Regions from separate parts of the Danio rerio genome. Here region 1 is linked to region 2. The links are chromatin contacts, called in public Hi-C maps. All regions are on one chromosome and are shown on one strand. Each heading gives the region's core, a stretch centred on a gene start, on an enhancer-like site or on the middle of the called end of the contact. The rest is flanking DNA. Distances are from core to core; before and after follow the strand shown.

Region 1 (4,558 bases), core at 3-2,502, 130 kb after region 2:
CCTGTACTATAGCATGCTGGAAACAAATTGTTGTTAAAAACCGTAGTAGCAATATGCTACAACATGGGCTAAAACAAATTAGAAATGTTAGCGACACTCTAAAATGTACTAATCATGCAATAATCTAGTTGTTCATCCAAAAAATTGTTTAAAGAGTGCAGGTAAATGCTAACTCATGTTTACATAGTATTAAAAGCTAGCAACAGATTAAAACATGCTAAAACATGCTAACAGCAGGCTACTCCAAGCTAGCAACATATACCAGAAACAAGCTAGCATGGAGTGAAACATGTTGGTTATGTTATTGATGTCAAAATATATATTTTTTAAACAAACATGACATACTAATTACTGCATGCAAAATATAACAACAAGATGCTAATTGGTTTGAACAAAATACTAAATTAAAGGTTGGCCATGAGTTGAAACATGGTAAAATCATACTAACTCACGTAACAAATTCATGACAAATGTGCTAATGATACAATTGGCTTTCTCCAAAATTTTACAAAATCCTCTAACTGAATTTTTTTCTAAATTATTTCTAACTTTCAGTTCTGGATTGTTGTCAAGTCAACATTATCATGGCAAATCATCATGGCAGACTTGTAGAAGTTCATTAGATATGTGCCAGTTCTTTACTATGTAGGTTAGTTAAATAAACATGACATAGAATATTAATATATTTTTATAATCTCCACTTATACTGACTTAAGTGTGAGGTGTTTACATCACTGTCACATAGTAGTGCCACAGTAGCTTACTACTGTTTTATATACAAGGGTGTAAATAAAAACGTTATGTAATAACACCAAGTTGTTATGACATCACATGTGGGAGGGTATACATTCAATACACACAGTGTAATTGATATGGCTCCCATAGACGACTAAGTAAATTACTGAGAAACTTTACGTATTTTGTCATAATAAGAGGAATAAATAGATGTAGAAAGCACAAAACGTTGCATGTAAATACGCTTAAGTTACCTTAACATGACAGCAAAGTATAACGGTTTTGAGTTACATCAATGCGTAGTCATAGAGACCCTGTTGCCTTCATGAAAGTCACTTAAAAGTGCGTAATAAACAACATACATATGTAATAAGTAGTTATACGTACCGGACAGCAGAAATAGCGTTATAACCGAGCAGGACAGCAGAGTATACAGGAAAGGGGGGCCGCGGGGAGAGCAGCGCATTTGTCAAACAGAGCTTCACCGCCGTGTACTTCTTAGGTAATGACAAGTGCATTGTGGGAAATTCCTCTCGCCGGGCAGCAGGGGCTCTCCAAATATGAGCAATGCGTAATTTGCGCGCATAGTTATACAGCGCGAAGCAGGCTGTGGGTTTTTGTTGTTCAGTTACGTCATTCGAATATGACAAAATATTGATTAATTTGTTAAATCTTTACTTATGTTGTGTAGGTAATCAACGTAGCACGTCATAGAATCAATCTTATTCTGCTTGCTGCTTTGGGATGAGGCAGTCAGTACTTTCTGTTCTGGGATCAGCCAACTACACACATACTATTTTGGAAATGTAGGAAAAACTGACCTTAGATCAGAGGTTTTCAGTCTAAACCTTCATTTATATTCTTAATAAAAACGTGGATTATTCTAATCTTGCATTTATTAATAAATAAATATAAATACATTTTGCATAATTATATTATTGGAATCTGTTTTGTTTTTATTTTACTATATGTTTTAACTCGTTTTGAATTTTTTTTTGTTGTTGTTAAGCAATAGTTGTTTTACAGTGCTCAGCATAATTGAGTAAACCCCATTTTGAATATGAGTATATATTTTTTTCTTAGTGAATGTAGGCAATGTATTTTGGTGCATTTAAACAAAACAGATTTACTAAACAGATTTATTTATTAAAATAATATTTTTAGTCACCAAACATATTTATCAATTGAAAAATAATGCAGTTAAATTCATGCAACAAATAATAATTACATCCTTCAAAATTTCAACTAAATTTGTCCTTTTTTTTTTTTTTTGCTTCTCTTTATTTTTTGTACTCCTTTTTTGTATTTAATATTTTTCTATAACATATACATTTGGATGTACTAGTTTTTGGAACATTATTGTAAGTTATTTAGTAAGATAAGCTCCAGATTTAGCTTTAGTACTGACTAATCTAATGTATATGCACACATATAATATTGTATATCTTCCTATTAAAAATATGAATTGAAAATAAAATTTGTGAGGGGTTTACTTATAAATGCTGAGCACTGCACATATAACATCTGCACTTTAATTAAAAGAACAGTGATACTAAACCTTGAATATAGTTTAGAAACTGGGAACATGGCAGAAAAGTAAATAATGCAGACATTTAAAGCAATTGTCAGGCTTACAACTGTAAAAATACTGGACTTTTTCTATGATTAGAAGTAGTATCTGGTTACAACATAGTGAAATTACATTTTATATATATATATATATATATATTATATATATATATATAAATAATTTTTTTTTTATCTGAAATACAAGATTTTTACATACAGAATTTTAATTTATTTTTATTTTTAAAAATATATTTCCCAAATGATGTTTAAGTGAGCAAGGAAATTTTCACAGTATGTCTGATATTTTTTCTTCTGGAGAAAGTTGTTTTATTTCTAAAACAAAATTTAAAAAAAAAACATCTTTAAGGTTGGAATTATTAGCTCCTTTAAGCTATATTTTTTCGAACAAACCATTGTTATACAATTACCCTATCTTGCCTAGTTAACTTTACCAAGTCAAGCCTTTAAATGTGACTTTAAGCTGTATAGAAGGGTCTTAAAAACATCCTCAAATATTATTTACTGTCATCATGGCAAAGATTTAATAAATAAGTTTATAGAAAGGAGTTATTAAAACTAATATGTTTAGAAATGTGTTAAACTATCTCTGTTAAACTAATTAAAAACTAAATAAATAAATAAACAGGGGGGCTAATAATTCAGGGGGTAACAATTCTAACTTCAACTGTATAAAATCTTATCAGACTTATTAAGATATAGATTATAGCTTACAAAATGTTCCGCTGATGCTGCAGTACAACCTTATGAACTATATCGGAGATTCTTAACTTTAAAATTTAATGCTGTTGTATTAAAACTTCCATTTCAATATAAATAGACTGGCTTGGCAATTACATACACATTTTAAACCACTGATAGTTCACATTCATCTTAAAGTCAAATATAACAAATGTAAAACCCAGTTAAACAAACCAAAATCCTAAACGCTTCACGTAGAAACAAAGGAAGAAAATAAACATGAGTAATAAACAAGTACATTTTATTTACCTCATATCAACCCAAACTGCATCTAAACAAAAGCTGATAAATCTTTGTGATCCAAAATAGACATGAACGCAGCATGACATGCTCTGTTTATGAGTGTCTCCATACAAATTACAATTAGATCAGGCTGCGCACGAGTGTGTACAAGAAAAACTTCCATCGAAAAGAAAAGGTGTCTCTTTTGGAAATTTAGAAGGGTCGGGAACAGATTAAAAACAGCAATTGCATGGCGTTTAAAATTGCCAAGTAATGAATAGCGGGGAGATGAACGGAGAAAAAAAAAATAACATCCATCTGCACCACCAATTATAACGGGAAAGCATAACCTTTAAAATATAAACAAAAACAACAGTAAATAATTATATACTTGAATATAATCAGACTGTGACAATTAAGACTAGTGTTCAGAAACATGGCATCGAATGGTCTCTCCACATGACACGCGTCTCTGAATGCAGCAGTGTAGTTATTCTGTTGGCAAGAAACAAACGAGAGCTTATGACGATTTCAATTTCATACAGATGATTTCAACCACCACCACCACCAGCACCACCACCATTCAATGAGATATTTACAGCACTCCTTTTTTTCTTTAGAGTGTGTGTGCATGCCGTTCTTGGACTAAAAACTACAAAAAAAGGCCCAAAAAAAACAAAAACAAATTAATAATAATTAAATGGAATACATCAGCTAAAAAAAAAACATCCTCAGGGAAATAAACATCCACAATATATGATACAATTCAAAGCTTAAATATAGGCATACTTTAACCAGCACATGCAGCTATGTATAGCCCAACAGAGCTCCTTGGAATTAAGGAGGGGAGTTAGTTACTTGTAACAAAACAAAATGAGAAGCAGAAGAGGCCGGAAAACTTTCATTTGTGTTTGTTGTAAGATTTAAAGTCGGAAGCCATTTTGTTATTGAATCCATAAAGACGGTATATTTCAAATAAAAACAAAAGCAAATACATCAAAGAACCAGAAATGTGTGTCCACTTGCACCAGACATGAGAAGGATTGTGTCCTAAAAGTTCTCATCCGGAGCAAACAATGCTCTCTTTTCCACTGATTTACGCCACAGTTTCTCCCTTGACTCCAACGGACAGAGGGAAAAAAAATAGAAACAAAAACACAGCAGCTCACAGGTTTAAACACCATTGCTTGCATATGGCTGACAAAACTGATTGGGCGTCCTTAGTCGCCCGACTGCTCCTGAACGTGTTTCCCTCTGGCTGGGAGCTTTTCGT
Region 2 (4,809 bases), core at 720-3,219:
ACATGATCAGCTTGTGCCTTACATGCGGTGAGAAAAAGAGACAAGAGTGACCGACCCTCTGATTTCAGATGAGTGCGGAGTCGATAGAAAGGGTAGCCTTTAACAAATGCCTTGAGTCGGCCTAGGCGAATTGTACAGGTTACTTCCCACCAGGGGTCACAGAGGGGGAATCGGCCCTCAACCTTGTATGTCTTTTTACCAACCAGAATTGACACTGTAAAAGAAGAAAATGCATGAAATAACCGTTATAAACAAAGTAGTACCTTTGAAAGCGTCAACTCTGAAAAGCTTTTACTTGTAGATATGAGTAGATGTACTGACTCTCCCACACTATTCAAATCTAGACTTAAAACTCATCTGTTCAAAATAACATACTCTGTTTAACTGCATTACTCCATTTTGTATTCAAGTCTTTGTATTTTATCGTCTTCTCTATTTTTATACTGTCTATTTATGTTGTACTGTTTTTTTTTTTGTTTTTTTGTTTTTTTGTAGAATTGTATATGTATGTTGTACAGTGACCATGGGTTTCTTGAAAGGTGCTTTCAAACTAAATGTATTATTATAATTATTATATGCAATTATGAACAGTATGGTATGCAAGACAAGTATGTAGATATGTAGGAGACAGACTGTAGATAGAATTCATAGAATGATAGAATTCAGACTGTATATATGAATATTTTTACTTATGTGTTAACAAACTGACTTTTTAACTCATAACAATGTAAATGTACATTATTTTTATGTATGTTTTACTTACAGGTATAACATGTAAAGAGTGTGATGCTGTATATTGCAAATATGTTCAGTTTTCAGTTCAGTTTCCTTTATTTTTGTCATTCAAAACATCACAATAGATAGTAATGCAGAACGAAATTACATTAAAAACTCAGCAAGAACATAAAAAAACACGTTAAACACCTAATAAATAAGCTTTTGTAATTTCATAAATATATAAAAATATAGTTATATATAAAATATACAATCCAGTTGAAAAAAAATCACAGAAGTAACTAAAAATACTTAAATACTTATTGCATAGTTTGTTATAATAGTTCTAAATACTTTTATGTTATAATGTAAACATGCATGAATGTGTAACAATTGAATGCGTAAACATACTAACCAATAATAGGTTAAAATTATGTCAAATGCAAATAGGATGATGGTAACAGTATAAAAAGGTGGGGACTTTGGAACTTCTATTAATGTGAATAGAAAATTATTGTGTTATTAAATACATTGTTACATTTTTTATTATATTAATTTAGAATAAGATAACATTTTTAAAATAAAATAATATATTTTTGTAAACTGTCAATAGTCTAACTTTTCAACTTTTAAAACTGTAAAGTGTAAATACGATTTACTTGTTATACCGTAAACAGGCTGATTTTGTTAGTCATATCAGGGTAAACAGTAAACGTCACTTGTTTAACTTGAATGTAAACAGACTTTTGTGTGAAAGCGTAAATTATAAATATTTTTACACCTTCTCTGGTATATTTCCCTTATAATTTCAAAAGGGGTGTAAGTTAGCGTGAATACTTTATTTCTTCACGTTAGTTACTTTGTTACTTACAGTAAACAAAGTAACGTTAAATGTTACATGTAGCAATGTGAACTGTAAACATGTTTGTCTATACTTAGGTAAAGGTAATAAATAAGTAGTTTTACCTTCTTTTGATGTTGGCACTAAAGATTTGAACATGTTTCCCCCAGATGACACCGAGTTCATCTCCTTCATGTCCAGAAATTCAGGCTGTCCTTCCTCCTCTTCATCTTCACTTTCTAAACCATCGTCTTTGTTTGGCTGGACAGCTTGTTCTTCTGGTAAAATGTAACCAGTTATGGTTTTTAATCCCGCAATGGGACTTTGAAGCGCCATGTTGACTGATAAAAGTCAGTTTGAAGTTATCTGCATTTCGCGGTCCAACACATGACTCATGACTGTAAACACTGCATACAACAGCCAATCACATCACGCCAAAATAAAAGTCTGTTTATTACTGCTTCCTGTTAAACATACACAAACGCGTTAAATAATAAAATAAATAAATGATTGAATGAAGAAAATGGTTGAATAAATGAATGAATGAATGAATGAATGAATGAATGAATGAATGAATGAATGAATGAAAATGCCGGCCACCGTCCTAAAATGACAGTAGTTGTAAGTTTCTGTTAAATATATTTGTGTATAATTCATTAGCTAACAACAACAGTGAGCAGCGTTCATTTTTGGATGCCTCATTTACTTTAACAGCATTTATGAATGTTGCTGACGTTAGTAAAACAAATCATTGTTCATTGTGCGTTACTTTTAACAAATAGCCACTATGGATTTAAATAATGAATTCGTAAATGCTGAAACTAAGTGACTAAAACCCTAAAATGACAACATTATATACAACATAAAATAACATTTACATCCAAGCAGCCTAAATTAAAAATAAGTAGTAATAATAACATAAATAAAAACCTTCAATCATATTAATGAAAATATATTCAGGGAGGTCAATCCATATAAGCTGACAAAAGTTTAGAGAGCCACATAAAAATGACTAAAGTGAAATAAGTTCTTCAGTTTTTAATAACCCCTGATTGCACAGGTCATTTTTTATTCTTAATTTTTTTCATTTTTTTCATTTATATAGGGAATGCTTACAATTAGTTAATAGCAGATCATTAGCAATCATTTTTAAAGCATTTATCAATTTTTGTAACGTTTAAAAACAATGAAAATGTAAACATATTTATCATTGTTCGTTTCCTATAGCTACATCCCTATAGTCATTCCCCTTATAGCTAGTGTTGGGTGAGCGCACTGTCCTGTGGCTGCCGTCACATCCTCCAAGTAGATGCTGCACACTGGTGGTGGTATGGAGACCCCCCCCCTCTCCCCCCGGTAAATGCACTGTATAAATACACATTACATTACAGTTTATGTTAAATATAGTTAGATTACATTAAATTAAACCTTTTAGTAAAGTGACCTTACATTTCTGCTTTATACATCAGGTTTTATATTAAATACAGCTTTACTTTAAAAGCAGATACATATAAAATATTTAATACAGGACAATCGACAACAGTAACAACAACAAAATTAATAGAACTGCTCCAGTATTAAATCTTTATAAATATCCATCTGATCCAGGTGAATCACTCTGACTGAAGTGAAAGAAGTTCTTCAGTTTTTATTAAGCCCTGATTGTACAGGTGAATTTTATTCTTCATTTTTTCTTTTGCCGGATTCCTGGCATCATTCGGAGCAGGCAAGGCATTATCATCATCTGAAAATGAAAAATGTTGGCTATTAATTCTGAGCTTGACTGGATCTAAATTACTTTGCACTGACAATGAGCCTCAACACTTTCCAAAAAACAAAAAAAGTCCTTATAGACTAAAGTGATAACATAGTACCCAACATACATACCTATAGTGACATATACAACCGACTGACTGAATCCATTAGCGCAGCAGTCGGCACAAGCCTGCGCTTCGGTTTCAGTGCTACAGCTGCACTCCACCGGCCAACTGCCATACAAATCCAGACGAGCTGCAGAGTCTGAATGCACACTTTCTGATGATGACACCCTTTGGTCACTTTCCTGATGACAATCTCTAAGGAAGCTGCGATCTTCATTACTCAAGAAAGTGACTTCAGACTGGCTGCATTCACATGGATCTGCCGGTTTGGAAACTCTTGGAGAATGCAGTTCCTCCAGCTGGCTGTGCATTTCATCGTCTTCAATAGGAAAGCTTTTGTATGGTCGCTGAGGAGGGATGGTGTCATCCAGAGTGTGAGGTTGGTCCTCGGAGAATGCAGGCAAGGGATGAAGAGGGATTAGTCTCTGAAGCACCTGGAAAAAAGTTAAGGTAAGACAGCGGGTAAATAGGGTAAAACATGTAACTAATAGTTATTATCATACTTTATTAATTGATTGATTTTATAAAGATTTGTAAACTTTTGTTTTATGATGTTTAAGTAAGTAAATTAGGCATTATTTTATTAAATGTGTGCTAATTTCTTAGTGTTTGAAGCATATTGTATTGTTTATATATAGTACAAGTGTAGTACAACTACAAGTACAAAGGAAATGAAATTGCCTAAACATATTAACCCAAACAATAAAGTAGAAAATTAAAAATTAAATAAAAATTAAGTAAATAAAGTAAATAAATATAAAATGGAGGATATTTACCAATCAAAGTTCGATTAAAAGAGTATGTTCGGCTGTTACAATGAAAGCACGCACAAAACACTGATCATGGCACATAGTTTTGTTGATTTGTGCAATTTTTTTGTATTTACGAGTCAAACATTTTTATATCTTTGGGGTTTTGCTGAATTTTTCTTTATCACTCTATAAGTCATAACATACTGTCAATAGCCAGGAAAAATAAATAATCACAATATTTTGTATAATAAAATGTGCACAGACAAAAAATATTGTTATTTCAACCCAAACTTGGATAAAATATTGATAAACCCAACCATTGGGTAAAGAAATTGACTATAAAAAAAAAAATATATATATATATATATAAATATATATATATATATATATATATATATATATATATATATATATATATATATATATATATATATATATATATATATATATATATATATATAATGCAGCCGTTTTGGTTTGCCAATACACCATTTATGCAAAAAAACAAACACCAGCATTTTTAGAGTGCACAATCAGGCATATTATTTATGAACTAGTAGTGGGCTGTTATCGGCGCTAACGCAGCACTCTTAATGCGCAATTCAAAAAAATATTGCCGTTT

The links. Hi-C and Micro-C count contacts between places; a contact is called where the count stands out from the background.
Region 1: a Hi-C map of embryo shows a contact between it and region 2, with 2.5 times the contacts expected there. The contact joins the promoter of msrb3 here to the promoter of helb in region 2. A contact is called at or near these places in 2 of 18 Hi-C or Micro-C datasets (both in embryo).

What each region holds. Positions count from the first base shown.
Region 1 is chr4:13,488,366-13,492,923 of GRCz12tu, forward strand. It overlaps msrb3 (methionine sulfoxide reductase B3), which reads right to left and starts at 1,253. Exons shown (of 6, transcript NM_001320380.1): 1 at 1,123-1,253. The coding sequence starts at 1,201. lemd3 (LEM domain containing 3) reads right to left here. Exons shown (of 13, transcript NM_001044864.1): 13 at 4,225-4,558.
Region 2 is chr4:13,354,118-13,358,926 of GRCz12tu, forward strand. helb (helicase (DNA) B) reads right to left here and starts at 1,970. Exons shown (of 14, transcript XM_068220753.1): 1 at 1,681-1,970; 2 at 56-214. irak3 (interleukin-1 receptor-associated kinase 3) reads right to left here. Exons shown (of 13, transcript XM_017355295.4): 12 at 3,443-3,869; 13 at 2,579-3,299. The coding sequence ends at 3,169.